2 separate regions of the Mus musculus genome follow, and region 2 is linked to region 1. Evidence: chromatin contacts called from public HiChIP or PLAC-seq data. All regions are on one chromosome and are shown on one strand. The core of a region is the stretch at or near the end of the contact, and the rest is flanking DNA. Distances in the headings are between cores, read along the strand shown.

What was found. HiChIP or PLAC-seq counts read pairs in DNA pulled down with a chosen protein or histone mark.
Region 2: a contact with region 1 is called in an H3K27ac HiChIP or PLAC-seq map of T-cell acute lymphoblastic leukemia, with 6 times the contacts expected there. The contact joins the promoter of Bloc1s4 here to the enhancer-like site in region 1. A contact is called at or near these places in 20 of 39 promoter capture datasets (the 3T3-L1 cell line, the C10 cell line, the HPC-7 cell line and 13 more), 3 of 15 datasets of contacts at CTCF or cohesin (CD8 T cells, the G1E-ER4 cell line and embryonic stem cells), 42 of 484 Hi-C or Micro-C datasets (B cells, the BV-2 cell line, the C10 cell line and 26 more), 23 of 115 datasets of contacts at active chromatin or transcription factors (the 230-238 cell line, T-cell acute lymphoblastic leukemia, bone marrow-derived macrophages and 11 more) and 4 of 9 other capture datasets (adipose tissue, embryonic stem cells, liver and 1 more).

What each region holds. Positions count from the first base shown.
Region 1 is chr5:36,443,200-36,449,171 of GRCm38.p6, forward strand. It overlaps 2210406O10Rik (RIKEN cDNA 2210406O10 gene), which reads right to left. Exons shown (of 3, transcript NR_126488.1): 3 at 4,412-4,724. Among named protein-coding and RNA genes, the nearest start is that of 2210406O10Rik, 19 kb to the right of the region's middle. Within about 2 kb of position 3,417, at least 27 of the 459 cell types and tissues checked have an H3K27ac peak or open chromatin away from gene starts, as enhancers often do. A contact at or near this core is called in T-cell acute lymphoblastic leukemia, where this site is marked.
Region 2 is chr5:36,746,137-36,751,981 of GRCm38.p6, forward strand. Bloc1s4 (biogenesis of lysosomal organelles complex-1, subunit 4, cappuccino) reads right to left here and starts at 2,543. Exons shown (of 1, transcript NM_133724.3): 1 at 1,238-2,543. The coding sequence starts at 2,509. The coding sequence ends at 1,862.

The sequences.
Region 1 (5,972 bases), core at 2,167-4,666:
AATCTGCCTTGGTAGAATGAGAACCAGTCGAGCTCCCTGGTTCTTGACAGCCCAGGGCACCATGCTGAGGCACACCCTCATTCGACAGTGCAGGAGCTAGGATGCTGAAGTTTGTCATTTACCCAGGATGTGCATCCTAAGTTCTGGCTCCAGCCCAGGACATGGGCCCAGTGAGAATAAGGCTGGGGCCAAGCTTCTGGGTCACTCCGTAGGACAAACTACAAGGCTGCCCAGTGGGCAGCTCAGCATAGGCTCCGCTTACACAGAGGGGATATCTGTGGACCCATTGGCTCAGATACTGAGCCACTCCGTCCATCACTGTCTTGCTCCATTCCATAGACTTTCCATTGGGCTATAGAGGTGAAGGGAATCCCCTTTATAGAGAAACAGAAGCTGCGAACAGAGGTGTTCTGAACTTTGAAGGTTTGGTAGCCTGCTGTGGCAGAGGCAAGGCTTGAACTAAGCATCCCAGGTCCTAAGCCTCCTGTGCCATAGCCCTGTACCCAACAGTCATGTACATGGAGGACCATGCTGTAACCTAGGCAGGACAGTGCTTAGATGTTGTCGTTGTTGTTTTTCCTGTTGCTGTGACAAACACGATGACAGAAAGCAACCCAGGGGAAGGGGGCTTATTTCAGCTCACAGTTCAAGGTGCAGTCTACCATGGTATCTTGTACCATCAAGCTACAAATCAAGGCAGCAGGAGCTTGAAGCAGTTGCTCACACCACATCTGCAGTCAGGAAGCTGAGGTGATGTTGCTGCTGCTGCCCAGTTCCTTTTCTCCACACAGACAGTCCAGCCCCAGCCAGGGATGGTGCCGCCCACTATGGGAGGCTCTTCCCACCTCCATTACTGAAACCAAGAAACCCCCCACAGACATGCCCAGAGGCCTGTCTCCCCAGTGACCTAGAGACTATCAAGTTGACCACTAATGCTAACGCCAACCGTCACAACTTTACTCCTTGGCAGCTTGACTCCCAGACACACCACTTTTGAGCCATAAGCTTCCACCCTGCACATCTGCATGTACAGAACACACATGTATGTGATCTCATGCATGTGCATACACGTAAGTGCCTTCATACATATGCTTGCACAGAGCATGCATACAGACTTCTCCACTCATGTGTCCACAGAGCATATGCGTGCATGCCCTTGCACAGAAAACATACGTGCACTCTCATGCGCACAGGCATGCAGAGGGTGCCTGCACAGTCGGACCGCAAGGGGGTGGGCACCAGCTCACTTAGCACCAGGGCATTGCCTAAGGCTCAGAAGGTTAAGAGAGCCTTATCCAGTGCCCCAGAAGAAGCCCAGTTAAGGTGGCTCAGAGGAAGCCAAGAGGAGCACCATAGGAGGAGCCACAGAGGAAGGTGCTGTGTGGCTGGGAATACCTAGTCCTCACCTTGCCATCCAGCTCCCTTGGCTGCTCAGCCTTGCAGGGTCTGCAGGCCACACATGGTCCTGATCAACCCCCTCAAAGGCCTTGGGCTTCCAGTGCAGAGCAGCAGGAAAGGGTTGCGTGGGTTTTCCTTCGGCTGGCACCATGTTGGCAGAGTACCTAACAGCTCAATTCAGTGACAGCCCCAGGGAGGCCACATTGAGCCAAGGACACCTGACCTCCCCCAGGGACACAAAGCAGCACGGTACAAGGTTGCTCTTCCTGAGCCCTGAGAGGCCATACCCCGTGCCATGATCACCTCAAGGTGCACATTTGCCTTCTGGGAGGAATACAGACTGAGGGTCCAAAAGGGTCTCCTCTTTCTGGCTTAAGGGCATAGTGAACAGGACTTGTTGCACTGATTTCTCAAAACACAGTGTGTGAAGAGAGCTCCAAGAACAAAGGAAAATCAGGACTGTATTTTAAATGCTTTCTTGGCTGAAGTCTGCAGTAAGAGTGAAGGCAGGCAGGCTGCACCATTCACACCCGCTGGCTCCAAGCTGAGCCCCACTGTGCCCCGTTTATCACCTCAAGGCAAAGCATTTGTTTCCAGACAGGGCCAGACACCTGGCGAATAGGCCCAGAAAGACCGGTAAATCAGGCTGACTTGGAGGAACTGAAGGCAGGGGGTGCAGAAGGAGGCTGGACTCAACAGGGCATCGGGCTCTGCCAGGCCTCTGCCAGCTCGGCAATTATCCCAGTATGAGGGAATCAGCAAAGTGATGGGGGTGAGTGCTCCCAGCAAGGAAGCGGGGATGAGGGAGGACAGAAGGTAAAACAGTTCCGTCAGAGCCTGGGGCAGCCGCCCGCCGCCCAGGGGAAAGCAAGGAAATCCCAGTGTGCCCATGCCAGGAGGAAGCAGGGCACACAGGGGACATGGAGAAACTGGGGTGGGCAATCCTGGACTGTGGCTCAAAGGAGGTGACAGCAGAATTAGGGCCTGGATAGAAAGATGGCTAACAGCCAGGCAAAGGGAGCCTGGAGCAGGATCTCCAGAGCTAGGAAAGGAGTGGTCCAGGAGACTGGGTGCCCACGGAGGCCCAAGGCTGGGCAGAGGCTCTTTGGATCTTTGGTTACAATCTGACTACCAGAGACTCCCCAGCCTACACCAGCTCTTCCCTATGTAGAGGTTGGGGGAGGGGTTGGGTAGGTGGGGGAGGGGAGTTGGTTCTGACTCCAACTCCTGAGAGTTCCTGCCTAGCCTCCATAAGACAGAAAGCCTTCCTTCTTAAGACCCTCCCTGCCCATTCCCATCCTATTGCAGCCCCTTAAGGAGACACCTGTGGCTGTCTTTCAGTTGCCCTTTGAAGCTAGCTCATAGATTGTTGCAACTGACCTAGGCTCTTCCTCTCTGAGTACTCCCCAACACTGACGCAGCTCTATCCTAGCCCACCCCCTACCCTGACAGCTCTGCAAGCTGCAGTAGGATGGACCCTCTCAGTGTTCCAGGTGGAACTGCTGGGTTTGCTCACAGGGGATTAGATGGCTGCCTGGAGAAGCACAGGCTAACGCGCCCTTAGAAGACATAGGGTGGGAGCCAGAGAAACAGTCAGTAAAGTGCTTGCTGCACACACAGTGGGCCCTGAGTTTGATCCCCAGAACCAATGTGGGAAAAGCCAGGCATGGTGACACATGTGTGTGATCTCAGCACCCAAGAGGCAGCGACAGGAGGATCCCTGGGGCTTGCCGGCTAGCCAGCCAGGCTGAATTGGCAAGCTTTCAGGCCAGTGATGGACACACATGCAGTGAGAAGACACAGGGCTGCATCATCATGGTCTCAGATTTAACACCACCACAGAAACAAAAACATGGGCGGCAGCAGTAACAACAACAACAAAAGTGAAGGGCACAGGAGATTCATCAAACCCAAAGCTCCCTTTGCTTATCAAAGGACAAGCTCGGGAGCAGGAAGACAATGAGGAAACACTTTAAAGCACACATCTGCCAAGAGATCTTATCAGAATGCTTAAAGCAGTCCTGCAATGGAGGCATAAAGAGACAGCGACCTCGGCAGGTGTTCTACAGAGGCCTATGAAGAGATGCTGGGCTTGCTCGTTAGCCAGCAGAGAGCTACAGATCAAAACCAAAAGGATATAATGACATGAGTCCACAAGGCCAGGAGGAATAAGGATGTGGGGGTTGCTCTGGAAGTCAGTCTGCTCCTTTCTCCCGTAGAATTCCATGATGTGCAGCATGCCAGTTCTGGGTGCAAACCTATAGTGGTGAATCTCCCCCGTCAGTCTAACTGGATTCAAATTCACATAGGAGATGCCTCGGGGCCTGTCTGTGAGACTAGCACCACCGGCTGTAGTCACAGACTGAATAAACAGGAGAAAGCAAGCTATGCTCCAGCAAGCTCTGCTTCTTGACTGGGAAACACAATGTAACAAGCTGCCTCCGGCTGACAGAGGACACTGTGTAACCCCACTGCCTCCTGCCGCTGTGCTATCCCACCAGGATGAACTGCACCCTCAAACTGTGGGCCAAAACAACACCCTCCCTTAAGTTGCTTCTGTCCAGCATTTGTTGTAACAGTAAGAAAAGTAACTAATATAATATCTAAAAGAGATGAAAGCCAATGTCCACACAAAGGTGCACACACAAAGGTGCACACACAGATGTTCAGAGAGGCCAAAAGGTCGGGATGGCCCAATCTCCCATCAAATGTCAAGTGAACAAAATGTGATCTGGCCATACAGTGAGATAGCAAGGAATATTATTTAGCCACAGAAAGGAGTGACATTCTGAAATAGGACACAGCACAGGTGTACCTTTAAAATCCGATGTCAAGCAGAAGCAGCTATTTACAATAGGCCAGGGATTATAAGATCCCATTAACATGGAGTTCCCAGAGCAGGGAGAGAAAATAAGCTAGCATGCTGGGTGGGTATCTTAGTTAAAGCTTCTGTTGTCTTAAGAAAACACCATGACCAAAAAGCAAGTTTAAAAGAAAGGATTTACGTTGGCTTAGATTTTTCAAAACTTACTTTAATTACGGTTCTTAATTAAACCTCTCTTCTAGCCCACCACCCAGAGGTAGTGGGAAAAGAAGGTTAAAAGGAAAGGGGTCTGTAGACCTGCTTAGAAGTAGTCCTTTGGGGGCAATTCCAATCTTCCTTGTCAGGATATCAGCAGTTAAGTCCAATAGCAAACACCAAGCACAAATCAGTAGCAGTGGCTCCATCCAGCTGAAACCCCAAAGATTTGCCAAATCAGCACGAGTCAGCAGAATCAGCCCGAGTCAGCCGGAACACCACGAGAAGTTCTTCGTTGCCTTTCTCTCTATGAAGTGAAGACCAAAGAATATCAGCGGAGCACTGCACAGCTTAGCGACACCAGGGAGACTGTCTGTGGAGTTATATTTATATTCTGCTTAAACATCATGCCTTCTCTCAAGCGCCAGCTCCAGCAAAGCCTATGCCCTCCCTCGCATGTGTCTGCTTCAGCAAAACATCCTCTCGCAAGACAGCTTTCGGAAAAGCATCACGTGACACAACTGAGTTTCCAAAGGAACCAGAAATTTCCACTTCAGGTTTATTTGGCTTACAGTTCCACATTGATGTTCATCACAGAAGGAATCAGGACAGGAACTCAAGCGGGGTTGGAACCTGGAGGCAGGAGCTGAGGTGGAAGTCACGGAAGGGTGCTGCTTACTGGCTGGGCCCTCCTCTATTGAACACTAACTGAGAAAATGCCTTACAGCTGGATCTCATGGAGGCATTTTCTCAACCTTCATCTCGGAGGACTCTAGCTTGTGTTGAGTTGGCACACAAACCCAGCCAGAAGAGCGGGAGCAAAGTAGCCATCAGTGCGTAAGGACAATGTGTTAAGTGTTTACCTCTCATGATGGCTGTGCCTGACTGGGAGTACAGTAAAAGACCCCTGGGTTGGATGTGTATTTTTATCTTTACCTTGCCTTGAGTGGGCAGGCGTATGTAGGCTGTGCATGTGACAGTCAGAGGACAACTTGCAGGACTCTGAAAAAGGCCCAAGCTCAGAGAGGGTAGAGACCTGGGACACCTATGGTGGTCAGGAATGAACGGCGTGAGATTCTGACCCAGAGGCAAGACTGGACTTCACGGGGCTTTGGGAGTGTTGGGGGTGAAGACATTTTGCATGTGGGTCTGGTGGAGGGTGTGATGGAGGGCAGAGGTGGCTTGGTATAGGGTAAGTGATGACCATGCCTGGTGCCCACAGGGTGAAGAGGCATTAGAACAATCTCTGCCTTTATTGACCCTTTTCTCCCTAGATGTCACCCCTGCCCCAAATCCTCTTCACAAGGAGACCAAATCGCACCTGATGACTTCATCTTAACTGCATCCCCTCAGAAAAGTCCTTATCTCCTTGGGTCACTGTACTGGCTAGTTTTGTGTGTCAACTTGACACAGGCTGGAGTTATCACAGAGAAAGGAGCTTCAGTTGAGGAAATGCCTCCATGAGATCCAGCTGTAAGGCATTTTCTCAATTAGTGATCAAGGGGGAAAGGGCCCCTTGTGGGTGGGACCATCTCTGGGCTGGTAGTCCTGGGTT
Region 2 (5,845 bases), core at 1,293-3,792, 300 kb after region 1:
AGGTTTCTCTGTGTATTCCTGGCTGTTCTGGAACTTGCTCTGTGGACCAGGCTGGCCTCAAACTCAGATCTGCCTACCTTTGCCTCCCGAGTCCTGGTATTAAAGGCGTGTTTCTACTGCCTGGAGTGAACAACCTTTTAAGAAAAGAGTTGTAGCTAACAGACACTGTGAGTGCTCACAAAACTGAAGTGGGCTAGCTGGGCAATGGTGGTGCATGCCTTTAACTCCAGCACTTGGGAGACAGACACAGGAAGGTCTCTGAGTTGGAGCCTAGCCTGGTCCAAGAGGACAGCTGGGACTACACAGAAAAACCCTGTCTTCAAAACCAAGTGGGAACAGACCATGCTCTTAACTGCTGAGCCATCTCTCTAAAACCTTACGAAAGCAATCTTTTTTTTGGTGTTTTTTGAGACAGGGTGCTACTCTTTAGCACAGGCTGTCCTGGAACTCTATTTTCACATTCATTGACTGTCATAAAAATATATTAATAATTTCTAGTAGCACCCACTAGATTCTGAACAGTAAATGTAGGTCACTTGTCCCCTCAGCTTTTAAACCTGTTTCTTGATGTGAACTACAAATCAAATGAAAAAAAATATGTCACCATACAACACAGAAGGCCCATGAAAAGCAAAAGGAGATAATACTATCACATTTATTTACTGAGGGTTGTAACCCTGGCTCTCCTAGAACTCACTATGTAGACCAGTCTGGCCTCAAACTAAGAGATCCACCTGCCTTTGCCTTCTGTGTACTGGGATTAAAGGCGTGCACCACCATACCTGGCTAAGTCATCTATTTACTGATATATGGTCTTCTTAACTACCCAGGCTGACCTGGAGCTTACTCTACAGCCCAGGTTATCCTGCTACTCTGATCTTCCTGCCTCCGACTCCTGAGTGCTGGGATTGCAAATGTGTGCTATCACATCTGGTTCCATTACCGACTTTACCCTGACAGACAGCAAGAGACTCAGCTGAGTACTACCTGGGAGAACCAACTTAGGAAATAGTAGTTTGTTGGTAAGGGACCCGTGTGCCCCAAAGTGAAAGAACAAAACCCTTCTGCTCAACGAGACTCGGGGGAAGAACCGCAGAACTGTGAGAAGAGCAGCGAGGTTGGCTCTTCACACAAACCTTCCAAAGAAGGAAGTTGCCTTTTCTTACCCCACTACTAAAAACATGAACGACAGGCTCATTTCCAAACAAACTATGGTAAATAATCTCCAGAAGGAAATCTCTGCCAAAGAAATTTAACATTTTAATTGATGTGCTATAAATAGAACACTGACAACCATACATTAATATTCTTGCTTTGATAAACTAAGCTTCCAGTCAAACTGTCAAATACAACTTCAGGACTCCCTGCAACAAAACGCCCAGTTTGCTATCTTAAGAAACTGTCTTCTTTCCTTTGGCTTACAGTCTACACCATAGAAAATTGAATATAATACAAAACAATTTACTATCTATCCCAGAAGGCTACAGAAAACTGAACCACTGTTAGGATTTAATAATACAGCTTTAATTTCTTGGGCACTTTTGATCATATAAATATATAAATCTTAACAAGGAAACACTGTTCACTGTAATAAAGGCCATAAAAATAACAGCTCTGCCGTATTGCACCGATAAATTAATTCAGTTGGCTTCCCCAGGTCCCCACCAAAGAGCTTTCGAATCCGAACTGGAAGACATAGAGACCTACACTCTTGGCATCGAATACTGACGATGTCAAGTCGTTTGCAGAAAATAAACTTTAACCTTTCACATCCCGGCATCACATACGCCAGTTCACAGGATTTCTTAACACTTGGGACAAGAGTCTCGCTGGAGTCCTCATGCGGTGGAGGCGCACACGCTCAGAGCTGCGGTCTGTCACCGCAGCCAGGGAAGTGGTCCTCGGTCCGAAACAGGACTGGCGGCTCGTACGCCGCGCGCTGGGGCCCGCTGGGCGCCGACCTGAAGAGAGCGGGGACGCTGATGGTATGCAGCAGCCTCCGGAAGGCCCGCGGGAAGGTCCCCAGCTCGGCTTCGGCCTTGGCGACCTGCTCCTCCATCCTGGCCACGCTGCTCCCGATCATCCGCACGAAGGCCTCCAGCTTGTCGATCCGGCCGTAGATGCGCCTCATCTCGGCCGCCTTAGCGTGGATCCGGGGCACGCCCTCGCCCACCACATGCGACGAGTCCCCGCGGATCATGTCCAGCATGCCCACGAACTCGTCCACCTTGGCCAGCAGCTCCTCCAGGCTGGCGTCCAGCGCCTCCACCTCTGGCCTCGGTCCCGCGCTGGGCAGCAGGCTGGAGGCGTAGCCCGAGGCGGCGCGGCGCAGCAGCGGCAGGTCGCGGCCCGGCGCGTCCTCGGGGCCGTCATCGTCCCACGGCCCGGACGCGCTGCTGTGGCTCTGCGAGACGTGGCCGCTGTCCCCGCTCCACGCGGCGCCCAACGGCTCGGCCTCCTCGGTAGAGACCTCTCGAGACAGGGTTCCGACGGCGGGTCCTTCCTCCATGGCCCGCTCGGCCGCTTCCGGTGCTGAGCGATTGCGTTACGGTCTGAGATGCCTGCTTCCGGCGCCTCCTAAAGACGTCACGCCCCTAACAAGTAGCCAAGCCTACTATCCACATGCCCAGAGAGCCCGCAGTGCTTCTGGCTGGCTTGTCGGTGCGTTCGTAGTGTGTGCCAGCAGAGTTTGCACAAGTTAGTAATCCAAAGAGGGTGACAGACGATTAGAGGATAGATAGAAAGATGGGTAGATGGCAGATAGATAATAGATGACAAATAGATTAGACCAGTGGCACAGGCCTTTGGTAGCAACACTCAGGAGTCAGAGGCAGACAAATCTCTTAAATTCAAGGCCAGCCTGGCCAGTTTCACGCCACCAAGGGTCCTGTAGTGAGGCTCTGTCTCAGACAGACAGACAGATCAATAGATAATGGAATGATAGGTAGATTGGTGGTAAATTGACAAATGATAGTGTCAGAGAAATACATTGAAGCAGAGCTGAGGCTGTCCATACCGTCACAGCAGGTTACCTCTGTTGCTCCACCTGCCCTGTAGCCAGCCAAGGCTAAATCTCCGTAGATGGAAGGATATTCCAAAGCCCTGTCTAGGAACTGGGGGACTCCAGGTGTTTGAGCTCAAGAATAATACAAAGAACTTCTCATTTTTATTATTAAAGGAAGCAAAATATGAGGTGACATTTATGATTAGTTTTAGCAAATACAAGTACAGAAAATATACCTGGTGTTATCATCTTTGGTCTTGTGAAAAGAGCCAAGAATATCCCTCCTATTTGTCTTTCCCACAGAGATAACGGGGACATGCCAGGGCATTTCCTGCACGTCCTTGCGTATCCTCTTATCACAGTTTATGTAATTCTTTCTAGAAGGCCACCTTGTGGGAAGAACATCCCACACAATGGCCTATCCGTAGTTCACAGTAAGTTCACAGCTCTCTTAGACTTGTTCCCACATCTATCCACTGTGTAGTACCCACCAGCACCCATGTGAGGCTCCAGCCTGCCTCTTTTCCCTTACCAGCGATAGCAAAATAAACTGTAAGCAAAAGCAAGAACAGTGGAACACAAAAGTCAACCTAACGAGTGGTCATCTCAGCCTCCTCACAAAAGAAGTACTCTCACCCAAGCATGGATTCCATCACAATGCTACCAGAAAAACAAACAAACAAACACAAAAACAAGGTAGGAATAAATTCTTAATATTCATAGAAACATCCAAGGTGGCGTCTCTGAGACCCATGCAGTCTGGCAGGTCCTTGGGAAACTTAGGGCCTTATTCTTCAACATTGTCAAGTGAAGACAGGCATAAAGTAGAGATGCCCTTGTCTTGATGGGATTTGTAGTGGGTATTTTGTCCAAATGGCCTGGACCCCATTGTCAGGAGACGTAAACCAGATCCCCAATAGGGAACAGTTAGGAAAAGTGTTGGCTGTTTACTATTGACATACTCATACACAGGCAGGTACCCACACGCATCCTGCAAAAGACTGGGTGGTTGGAGTTTTGTTAGGTGTTAAACACATCCTCTCTCTGGGTAGAGCTCACATGACCTCTTTTCCCACTGGGAATTAGGAATTAGAGAAGAAAAACAACTTTGAGCAACAAAATAGAGAAAGCTACAAGCTGCTTCAGTTCTCCATCATGTCAGTCCATCTGGGTCAGCTGACTGGAGTCTATCGCTGTGAACCTGAAACACATCGCGGGGAGAACTTGCCACGGAGACAAAGAATATCAGCCTTTCATAGCCCAGGATTAAAAAATAATAATAAAGAAAAAAATACTAACTGCTCTTAAAAATGCTACTTCCATTCCAGGGTTGGAGAGATGGCACTGGCTCCTGAGTTCAATTCCCAGAAACCACTTGGTGACTCACAACCATCAGTAATGGGATCTAATGCCCTCTTCTGGCATGCAAGTGTAACTGCAGATAGAGTACACTTTTTTTTTTTTTTTTTTTTTTTTTAAAGGCTGCTACTTCCTTAAGCCACTGTCCTTGAGTGGCATACTTGCCTTTTAGAAACACCTGGAAAGGCTTAGTAGCCTTTCCTTAGCGTCTTTCTGGTTTATTCTTGCCTATTTCTCTTTGCTACATTCACACTCTCCTCTGTTCTGCTGTGTGGTCTAGATTTTCTTCTATTTCCCAACACACCATGCTTAGGCAGGCACACCTCGGGTGACTGTCCTATTAGAACCAACATTTTTGTTCCATTGAGTGGTTTGATAATCTTCCTTATGGTGTCTGCATGGTGACCTTGATATGAAGATAGATCTCCAATGCATTTGGGTCTTCAAAGATAACTTCCATTAGAGGAAGTTGTTTCAGATATTCTCCGTGCTCTGCTATGTTTTGAAGGCTGTGTATTTTGCGTTCATCTGTGTAACCTGATCATCTTCTGGCACCTTTCAGCCTGTGAAGAAAATGATGAGGTCACACAGATGACAGCAAAATACATGGTAATGTTTCTCTATTCAAAATGGTAATGAAGCTTGGAGAGGGAGCAACAGTATCTTACTGTCATGAAGTCCTCACTGTCAGAGGGGCTTTAGACAAAAACATTATGGATGGTGGACAGAGATGGGGGAGAAAGTGGGGGAGACAGTATCAGGACCCAGGCAGTAAATCTGACAGGCATTCAAGGTCCAAACCGAGCACTCGCTGAGTGTTCATTTGCCTTTGACTTAAAAGACTTCTGTTGAAAGCTAAATTTTGACTGGGAGGTGGTGGCATGTGTCTTTAATTCCCACACTTGGGAGGCAGAGGTGGAGTTCCAGGACAGTCAAGGCTACACAGAGAAACTCTGTTTCAAAAAACAACAAACAAACAACAATAACAAAAAGACATTCTTCGTTGAGTCCTCAAGGTCAAGCAGAGTGAACTTCAAACAGTTTGTGAGATTCCCAGTAAGTACTGTGGGGGAGAATGGCTTTGGGAGCCACGGCAATACGGTGGGAACAAGCTTCAGGCTTTCCACCAACCCAAGCCTTTCCCTTTCTACAGGGGTGGTTTCTGATGAGATGCGATCCTATCTAAGGCACCAGCAAACACAAGATGTGGTTGGCCAGAGGTAGACAGAAATGAAAAGTAGGCATGGTTCTATGGTGTATCCCAAGAACTAGAGAAGGGAGTCACTTCTGCACGGGAGCATTGGGAAACTTTTCAGAGCAAGTGACTTCTCTGGGCCTAGAAAGCAGAATGTGACCCTGAAAGAGGAAACAGTGCCATATCCGAGGGGCAGGGAACAACAGCCTGAGTGGAAGTCCCTAGTTCCAGGCTGGTAAATGGCTGATGGGTGGCAATTTACAGAGGGGAGGTGCTCTGGGAGACAG